Regions from separate parts of the Mus musculus genome. Here regions 2 and 3 are each linked to region 1. The links are chromatin contacts, called in public HiChIP or PLAC-seq maps. All regions are on one chromosome and are shown on one strand. Each heading gives the region's core, a stretch centred on a gene start, on an enhancer-like site or on the middle of the called end of the contact. The rest is flanking DNA. Distances are from core to core; before and after follow the strand shown.

Region 1 (2,700 bases), core at 138-2,637:
ACAAAGATGAGACAAGCTGGAGGCGCTGGATCCTGCAATCCAGGAAAGCCAGACAGAGGAGTCTTAGCTTGTTGTGGTAAGTCACAGCTGGGGATGCTGTGATGGAAGTTTTGTTGTGGCAGAGTCTCCTGTTCTAACCAAACCTCACTGCACAGTGGAGGCTGCTGGGTTGTGAACCTTGGTTGGCTAGTGAGGTCTGAACAGGTGTCAGTAAGGGAATACCTCAAAGAGATCTTGAAAGAATCAACAGACGTTTCTCCAACACTTCCATTAGGAAAAGCTCCAAACAGATTTATATGCGAGAGTGTGTTGTTATCTCTGTGTGTGACCTAGAAGAATCAGCAACAGAAACAAGAGAATTTTACTTGGGGTTGTTTTGCTTCTAAGAATCTCAGTGATTGATTGTAATAGATAACACACACAAACACACACAAATATGCATACATATACAAACACACACATACACACAAATACCTCACATACATACACACATATTTAAACACAAACACACATACATACACACAGGCATATAAACACACACAAGCACCATACATACGTATATACATTCAAATACACACACACAAACACCACACACATACACACACACATTTAAACACACATATACGTACCCACGCAAACACACAAACACACACAAGCACCACACACACTTCTGATTGTTACAGTGAGATTTGGGATTAAGTATTTGATCACATTTTCTTATGATAATTTCAGAGAGCCAAGACCGTAATCCCACATGACCCTCTGTAGAAGTCACCATTCATTAAATTAATGACGAAAGGAAGGTGCTGCCTGACTCAGAGCATCTGTGACTATAATCACCGCCAGCAAATTATTTTTTACATGCACATTAGTTGGATTGATATGAAAAGAAAATGTTTTATCTCTCTCCAAAGGAAATAGAAGCTTGAAATGTGGTTAATATTCGATGCCGAACATTCTCTGCAGATGTAGGGCTTGTCTAGGCTTCCTCCTGTTAACCTCTCAGCTGGAAAAACAAAAAGGCAGAAGATGCAGCATGAAGAAAAATCTCCCGGGGAAGCAGTACCCTGCTGATACCCAATCTTCTTGGATTCCCACCTTTCTTCCTGTCCCCAGACGCGTGCTTTGTTTTTGGTTTATTTGTTTTCCAGTCTGACCTGGCTTTACCTTCGATGTCTGTCACTTCTCAGGTCCAGGGTGATGGTAGAGTCTCACCGCCCTTGTCACTCACAGAGTCTCTCACAGGGGACTCGTTAAAACGCCAGTTCAGTAATCTGTTCTAAAACCACAGATGCCAACGGCACAGGGAAGTTAAGCTGTGTAGAAATGAACTGGCCTGTGTCTGCTGCATAGCAAACCCCACCTCCACACTGGACAGAGGCCAACACAGACCTGACGTTGAGTCACTGCTGTAGTGTGGATGATCATATGCCAGTGAGACTCTGTTCACTTAGGGAAGTGTGTCACTTTTCAAAGGCATTTACATACGCAGTAGTCCAGTGATTCCAGCGTCGGCTTGTGCACTCTTCATTCAGAGGCTGTGGGTATAGGGCTGAAATGTCATGCCTGTTTGGAACAGAGCTGGACCTCCCAGGTAACAGAGATGCGACCCAAGAGACAGGAGCCCATTTCAGAAGTGGAGACCAGGAGGGACAGCACTTTCATCCAGTTTCTCGGGGGAGAAGTCATACCTTCCCAGCATGTAGCTCCCCAGCCAGTCCCATCTGTAGCACATATCCGGCTAAGGAAGACAGATGTCATGTTCCTATCTTTTCCACTCTCCTCAGATTAGTTTTCATTGCACAAGAGAGACATGAATGTATCCTCATCGTGAAAGTAATTCTATGGGTGTAGAAAAATATTAATTCCTACTGTATTATTAAGAGATGGGCCTCTAAGGGATTCAGTCATGAGAGCATGAGAGCGGGTTCCTGGTGGGTTACTTTAGGGACCTCCTGAGAGGACATGAGGGCCTTTTATAAAAGGACTCATGTCTTTTTCCATCTCCCCAACGATGAGGACCTGGGCTTTGTCACCTTTGAAAGATACAGAGTTGAAAGTACTACCTTTGAAAGCCAAGACCATGGTTCTTACCAGACACCATAGTCCCTGGCATCATCATCTTGAACTCCCCAGCTTGAGAGAAACATGCTGTGAGAAATACAGTCCCACTGTTTATGAATTCTTACCCTGTGAGTTTTTGCAGATAGGAGTGAGACAATTCTGGCAGCCGCCAAGTTGCTACCATCCTCTCCAGGTAACTCCGTGGTTGTACGGCAGCAGCTCTGAATCTGTGTAGGTTTTGTCGGGTGTGTCTGCATGGTCACATTTATTCTCATCCAGCCACATGTCACACCAACAGCAACACTTTCCTGGGCATCCTGCAGCTCCCAATGAATGTGTCTTAGCAGCCTCCCCACAAACCATCCGTGTCGTCTTCCACACAAATCCTCATGTTGCTCCCCCTTACTAGACTGTTTTTGAGATTTGTCAGAACTTTATCATTATTCTTTTTAAAGATTTTAAAGATGTATTTATTTTCATTTTATGTCTATCAGTGTCTTGCCTGCATGGATGTCTGTGTACTACGTGCATGTCTGGTATCCACAGAGGCCACAGATGTTGCAGATTTGGTTTATTGCTTACGTTATGTTAACTGGGTCCCCTAAGTACACGGGAATTCACACATCTACGTGTAAG
Region 2 (2,700 bases), core at 155-2,654, 82 kb after region 1:
GCCTAGAATAGAAGATATTGGTTGTTGTTCCTAAGATGTAGAGAGTTCATATGTGGAGCACAGGCCAGGGCCCTGGTCCGTGATTCTTGCATAAAGATGATGTGATGAAGTGGGAGGACGGAGTGTGTGCAACATGAACACGTTTGTGCAGACAGAGCGAGTGTGACACGAGGACATTTAAATCAGCAGCATCGAGTACCTGGGTCAGTCAGAAAGTTGTTAGATATCCCATATGGCACACATGGGAGGTTGTTTCTTGATTTTAGTTCTTTTTTTATTCTTATTTTTCTGCAGTGGAACTTGGTATTATTTTTATAATAAGAAAAATCTCTGAAAGGTACATATTGACAAAAGGAGGAGTAGAAAGACCTATGATGTTAGTTTATAATTCCTTAAGAATCTGTTCCGTTGGATTGAATAATAATTCAATATTATTCTGTATGCTGTGCATATAGAAATTATTGTTTCTCTGTAGTAGTACACTGGTTTCTTGGACTTCTTCATACTTAAGGTCAAATAAGATGCCCCAGGGAAAATTTATGATTTCATTTTACTAAATGAATGAGAGGAGTAATTTATGAGAGACCAGATCTTTTTGTTTTTTTTTCTTCTGATGAGTGAGAAGCGTTGGGAAAAGATTTCTTTCTTTTGTCTAGCTAGTTTTTCTATCATTCACTATTGATATCAATCTGATATCGATCCCTTCACTTGAAATGTCTTTGCCCAGTAGTTTCATCTGAACAAAATAGTTGGATGGTGTCAGGCTGTGTGACTGGGCAGAGGAGACAGTGCTCTTGTTTCTAGTCATTGCTTCTCTCTCTTCCTGTTGTCTCTTTTCTGGGATTTGGATATGATGGTGAGAAGAAGGAAGTCAACACTTGGGGGGGGGGTACCAGAAAGTTACTGGTTTGGGGGATGATAATACAAGAAGTACTAAGGTAGGAAGCAGACAGGATTTCTGGGTAACAAGGAAGACTTTCTCTGTTGCAGAAACCAGCAGCTCATGGCTTCTGCATGTGGCTACTTGCAAGGCAACTATGTTTTCTGCCTTCTAAGCTCCAATAGATTTTTAACATAGAGACAATTATTATAATTGTTCCTACCACCTGTTGCTCTCCTCAGCTCCTGTCACCCCTTCCCCAGCACATCCCTCCTCTCCAGTTGGTGCTTCCCTCATGAGCATGGGTGTGAGGTTATCCACAGGATCGGGATTTTGGCCACATCTTCAAAAATGAATGCTCTCCCTAGGGAGCTACCAATTACCATTAGCTTTTCAGCAGGGCACGGTGCCAGAGACCGTCTACCCATATGTCCTAGGATTTTGGCAGGCTTGATCTTGTACAAGGTTTGTGCAGATAAACCACAGCTGCTGTGAGCTCATGAGTGTGGTAGCCACTTAGTAGCACTCCTCCCTGTCCCCCTCTTCTGTGAGGTCCCTGGGCTGTGCGGGGGAGAGCATCACACAGATGCCCCGTTTAGGGCTGAGCCCTCATTCTCCTCCTCTCAGCATTGCCAAGCCATGTGTCGCTCCACTTTCTCCACTGACCAGGGTTACAGTACCAGGCACGAAATTCATTGTTGTAGAGCAGGCCTCAAGTCCTAAATATATAAATACATAGATAAACAGATCAATCAGTCAATCAATCAATCAGTCAGTCAGTCAAGCAGTTTGGTGCTCTGGGACTGTAGTGCCACCACCGCAGCGGAGGGCACATCTTACCTGGAGGTGAGGGTTGAGCAGGCAGAGAGCTGGGTAAGACCACATGTACAGTTCTCAATACATGATGAACTTTGTCAGCACAAAGGTGTTTCCCTCTGTTAAAAGAAATATAGTAAAATAGTAGATTATATTTACTGTAAAAATAGAACAAAACGAGGTACTCAACATGTGTCGGTAATGTTGCTCTGTACAGCAGTGGCTCTCAGCCACCCACTAATCCAATGCTGGGATCCTTTATGCAGGTCCTCATTGTCTTTTATTGCTGTGAAAGACACTCTGACAGGCAAATCATGGAAAGAATCTGATAGGGCGGGCTTACCATTCAGAGCTTTAGTCATCGTCATCCTGGCCCGAAGCATAACAGGTGGAGCGCAGGCAGACATGGCACTGGAGAGGTAGCTGAGAGTTCTCCATCTGAATCTGCAGGCAGCAGGAAGAGACCGAGCCACTCGGCCTGGCTTAGCTTCTGAAACCTCAAAGCCTTTCTCCCACTTCCTCCAACAAAACCATACCTAATCCAAGGCCACATCGATGAATAGTGCCACTCCCTAAGAGCCTACAACCTTCAGCCACTACCCTCAGGTTCTGGTGACTCCAGCCATAAAAATTTTGCTAGGTTATGAATCATAGTATAAGTATCTGGGTTTCCGGGTGGTCTTGGACGACTCCTGTTAAAGAGTCCTTCAGGTTGAGAAACATTCTTTAGAAGAAAATTACTGGTACCAGTTTGATATTTTTCTTTTTCTGCTCACTCCATATGTACATGCAAGTGCGTGCGTGTGTGTGTGTGTGTGTGTGTGTGTGTGTGCAGGTGCATGTGTGTTGGGGTCCTTGTATATTGTACCTTCTATGCTTACTTATTCTTGTACAGTTAGCATTTCCTGTGACATTTCTGTAGAACAGAGGCCCTTAGTCTTTACCTAATGTTAGGATCATTTGAAGGGGAGTTTTTCAAATGTTCTTGGTAGTTAGTGTGTTGT
Region 3 (2,700 bases), core at 135-2,634, 99 kb after region 1:
GTATGTATACGTGTGTTGTGTGTACGTATGTATAAGTGTGCTGTGTGTACGTATGTATACGTGTGCTGTGTGTACGTATGTATAAGTGTGCTGTGTGTACGTATGTATAAGCGTGTTGTGTGTATGTATGTATAAGTGTGTTGTGTGTATGTATGTATAAGTGTGTTGTGTGTACGTATGTATACGTGTGTTGTGTGTACGTATGTATACGTGTGCTGTGTGTATGTATGTATAAGTGTGCTGTGTGTATGTATGTATAAGTGTGCTGTGTGTATGTATAAGTGTGCTGTGTGTATGCATGTATAAGTGTGCTGTGTGTATGTATAAGTGTGCTGTGTGTATGTGTAAGTGTGCTGTGTGTATGTATGTATGTATAAGTGTGCTGTTTCCTGAAGTCTCAAATATCGCCTGTACTCTTCCGTCCCTTTCCTTTCTCTTCTTATATATACAGTTTCACATCTGTCAAAAGAGTTGATCGTCTCTCCAGTTGCATCTAATTTGATGTCAAATTGAGTTTTAATTGCAGTGATGGTACCAAATCTGGTTCTGATAACAAATCTCTTAGCTGGTGTTGGTCTTTCTTTCCCTCACTTCCCTCTCCTTTCCTTCCCTTTCCTTTCCTTCCTCCTTCCTTGATCGACAGACATGGATTTGTGCTCTTCTGTGAGTAACAAGTGGATGTAGCTCTCATAACATTGGTTTTTTTGAGTGAGTTATCTATTGTTTCTGGTATTCTTGTCCGCATCACATCTCCTTAAGTCTCATACAAGGAAACATGGAAATTCAGGTTAGTGAGAGAAATGATACCTAAGCTTTAGATCCAAGTGTTGGTTATTACTGACAAGTTATATGGGACACACCTACCATAATCTCCGAAAATTCTACTTGTCAATTATGATATCTTTGCCTTGGAAAACAAAATTTTTCTTTGAATTCAATAAGTGTTTGAGTTCTACGGCCAGAATATGGTTGTAGGTTTATATAATACTAAGAAAAACAAAAAATCCAAGGGATGACTGAAAGGAACCCAGAGAGTTACCCGTGCAGGTATGAAGGGAAGGCGTTAAAATGGCACTAGCTTTGAGTCTAAAGCTTGGGCTGCTAACGCTGTGCTAGTGAGGGGAGCAGCTCGTGTTTATGAATTGTATGCAGTGATGCAGGCTCTGTTAGCCCAGGCTTATTCTTATCCAAGAGAACATCAGTGAACTTCGGCGAGCCTGTGGTTGCAGCTGGCTGTACAGGATATAAAATCCCACAGACACTCTCCAAAGGCAGCACTGGACGGAATGGTCTTTAAACCACACTGTTGTTACCACGTGGCAAAACTATGGCCGTGCTGAGGACAGCACTTGAGCACACAGCAGTAGCATTGGCCTCTTCTGAGGACAGTGAGGATCACATCACAGGTTATGGAAGTTTCTGCTTACAATTTTGCCGTACACTCAAGGGTGACTCATTCTGAGTCACGCTTAAATTCACTGTCATTCAAAACTCTTTTTATTCCAGTTCCCCGTTTTATTTCTCCACAGTGAATAGATTCATTGTACAAAGTCTGACTCTGCTGAACATAGTCTTTGTTCCTTTTAATTGGCACACACACACACACACACACACACACACACACACACACACATATATATATATGCCATGCTTGTAAGTACATTAGAAATCTTTACACACAGTGTCTTGCATTTTGCTGTTTAGTCACAGCAGGGAATGTAGTCTAGTCAGAGCTGGTAGTGTGTGAGAGCAGTGAGACGAGAGAGTCGACTCCTGTAATGGAATGAGCGTGTAAGTGCGCACTATTTACTTTAGTGGAGATGTGCATCCCTTACATAAGGACTGAACTAAATTTAATTGTAGCCAGTTAGCGTCTATTCTAGGAAGTACAGCCGGGCTGATCCTATCTCAGTTTAGTAAAGTAATCATGCTGGCACAGCTATTTCAAAAAACCATTTGATTAAATAAAGTTTCAGAAAGGAATGTGAACACTTCTCAGACTGATGAGATCTGAATTAAGATCCTGCATGTATATATAGACTTAACATGGTGTGGTGTAGACATTCAGTGACTTTTGCTAGGCTGCTTACAGACATTTAACGCATAGTTAATTGGCTAGGACTTGGCATCAGAGGGGCCAGAATTTGACCCTTAGGAGCCATGTAATGTTGGACCGCCAACCTCTCAAGTCTCACCTGTGTTGTCAGGATGTGACAAGTCACTCTGTAACCTAACAGTCGGGTGTCAGGGTCCTACTCCAGGCACTAGTCAGACTAGAGATAGTGTGGTGCCCAGGAGCAGTGAAAACAGTCAGGGACACAGCAGAGTGGTAGCGAGTCCAGGATTATCTGTGAAGAGACCTGGGTGTCAGACAACAGACATGAAGAAGCTGCTGCTAGCTTGAGACTGGAGAAGTAATGGAGTCAGCTGTAAGAGAATTTCCCAAGGAACCGTAGGCGCCTGGATCCCAGGCATGGAGGGAAATCGCCATATGGACCATCGCTTTAGTAAAACCTCAGGGAAGCAAATGGCCTCCAAAGTAAGTGGCCGAAGCAGGGCAGTGAAAACAGGGAAGGCGTGAACTGCACGCAGAGCTGACCCCAGATGACCTTTGTACTGCTCATCTTTATTAAATTCTGTGGCCTGCGTAACAGTCTAGAAGTGGCAGATTACAAGATAAAGTCTTGAAAATATGAAGTT

What was found. HiChIP or PLAC-seq counts read pairs in DNA pulled down with a chosen protein or histone mark.
Region 2: a contact with region 1 is called in an HNF4G HiChIP or PLAC-seq map of pancreatic cancer cells. The contact joins two enhancer-like sites. A contact is called at or near these places in 2 of 484 Hi-C or Micro-C datasets (both in the G1E-ER4 cell line), 4 of 115 datasets of contacts at active chromatin or transcription factors (bone marrow-derived macrophages, intestinal villus epithelium, microglia and 1 more) and 3 of 9 other capture datasets (adipose tissue, liver and pancreatic islet).
Region 3: an HNF4G HiChIP or PLAC-seq map of pancreatic cancer cells shows a contact between it and region 1. The contact joins two enhancer-like sites. A contact is called at or near these places in 6 of 484 Hi-C or Micro-C datasets (the G1E-ER4 cell line, Sertoli cells, bone marrow-derived macrophages and 3 more), 4 of 115 datasets of contacts at active chromatin or transcription factors (bone marrow-derived macrophages, intestinal villus epithelium, microglia and 1 more) and 3 of 9 other capture datasets (adipose tissue, liver and pancreatic islet).

The regions. Positions count from the first base shown.
Region 1 is chr2:6,266,379-6,269,078 of GRCm38.p6, forward strand. All of the region lies in intron 3 of A230108P19Rik (RIKEN cDNA A230108P19 gene), which reads left to right. Among named protein-coding and RNA genes, the nearest start is that of Gm13383, 4.7 kb to the left of the region's middle. Within about 2 kb of position 1,388, at least 164 of the 459 cell types and tissues checked have an H3K27ac peak or open chromatin away from gene starts, as enhancers often do. A contact at or near this core is called in the G1E-ER4 cell line, bone marrow-derived macrophages, female germline stem cells and 1 more, where this site is marked.
Region 2 is chr2:6,348,172-6,350,871 of GRCm38.p6, forward strand. The region is part of intron 2 of Usp6nl (USP6 N-terminal like); the gene reads left to right. Among named protein-coding and RNA genes, the nearest start is that of Usp6nl, 27 kb to the left of the region's middle. Within about 2 kb of position 1,405, at least 32 of the 459 cell types and tissues checked have an H3K27ac peak or open chromatin away from gene starts, as enhancers often do. A contact at or near this core is called in pancreatic cancer cells, where this site is marked.
Region 3 is chr2:6,365,412-6,368,111 of GRCm38.p6, forward strand. The region is part of intron 2 of Usp6nl (USP6 N-terminal like); the gene reads left to right. Among named protein-coding and RNA genes, the nearest start is that of Usp6nl, 44 kb to the left of the region's middle. Within about 2 kb of position 1,385, at least 147 of the 459 cell types and tissues checked have an H3K27ac peak or open chromatin away from gene starts, as enhancers often do. A contact at or near this core is called in the G1E-ER4 cell line, bone marrow-derived macrophages, female germline stem cells and 1 more, where this site is marked.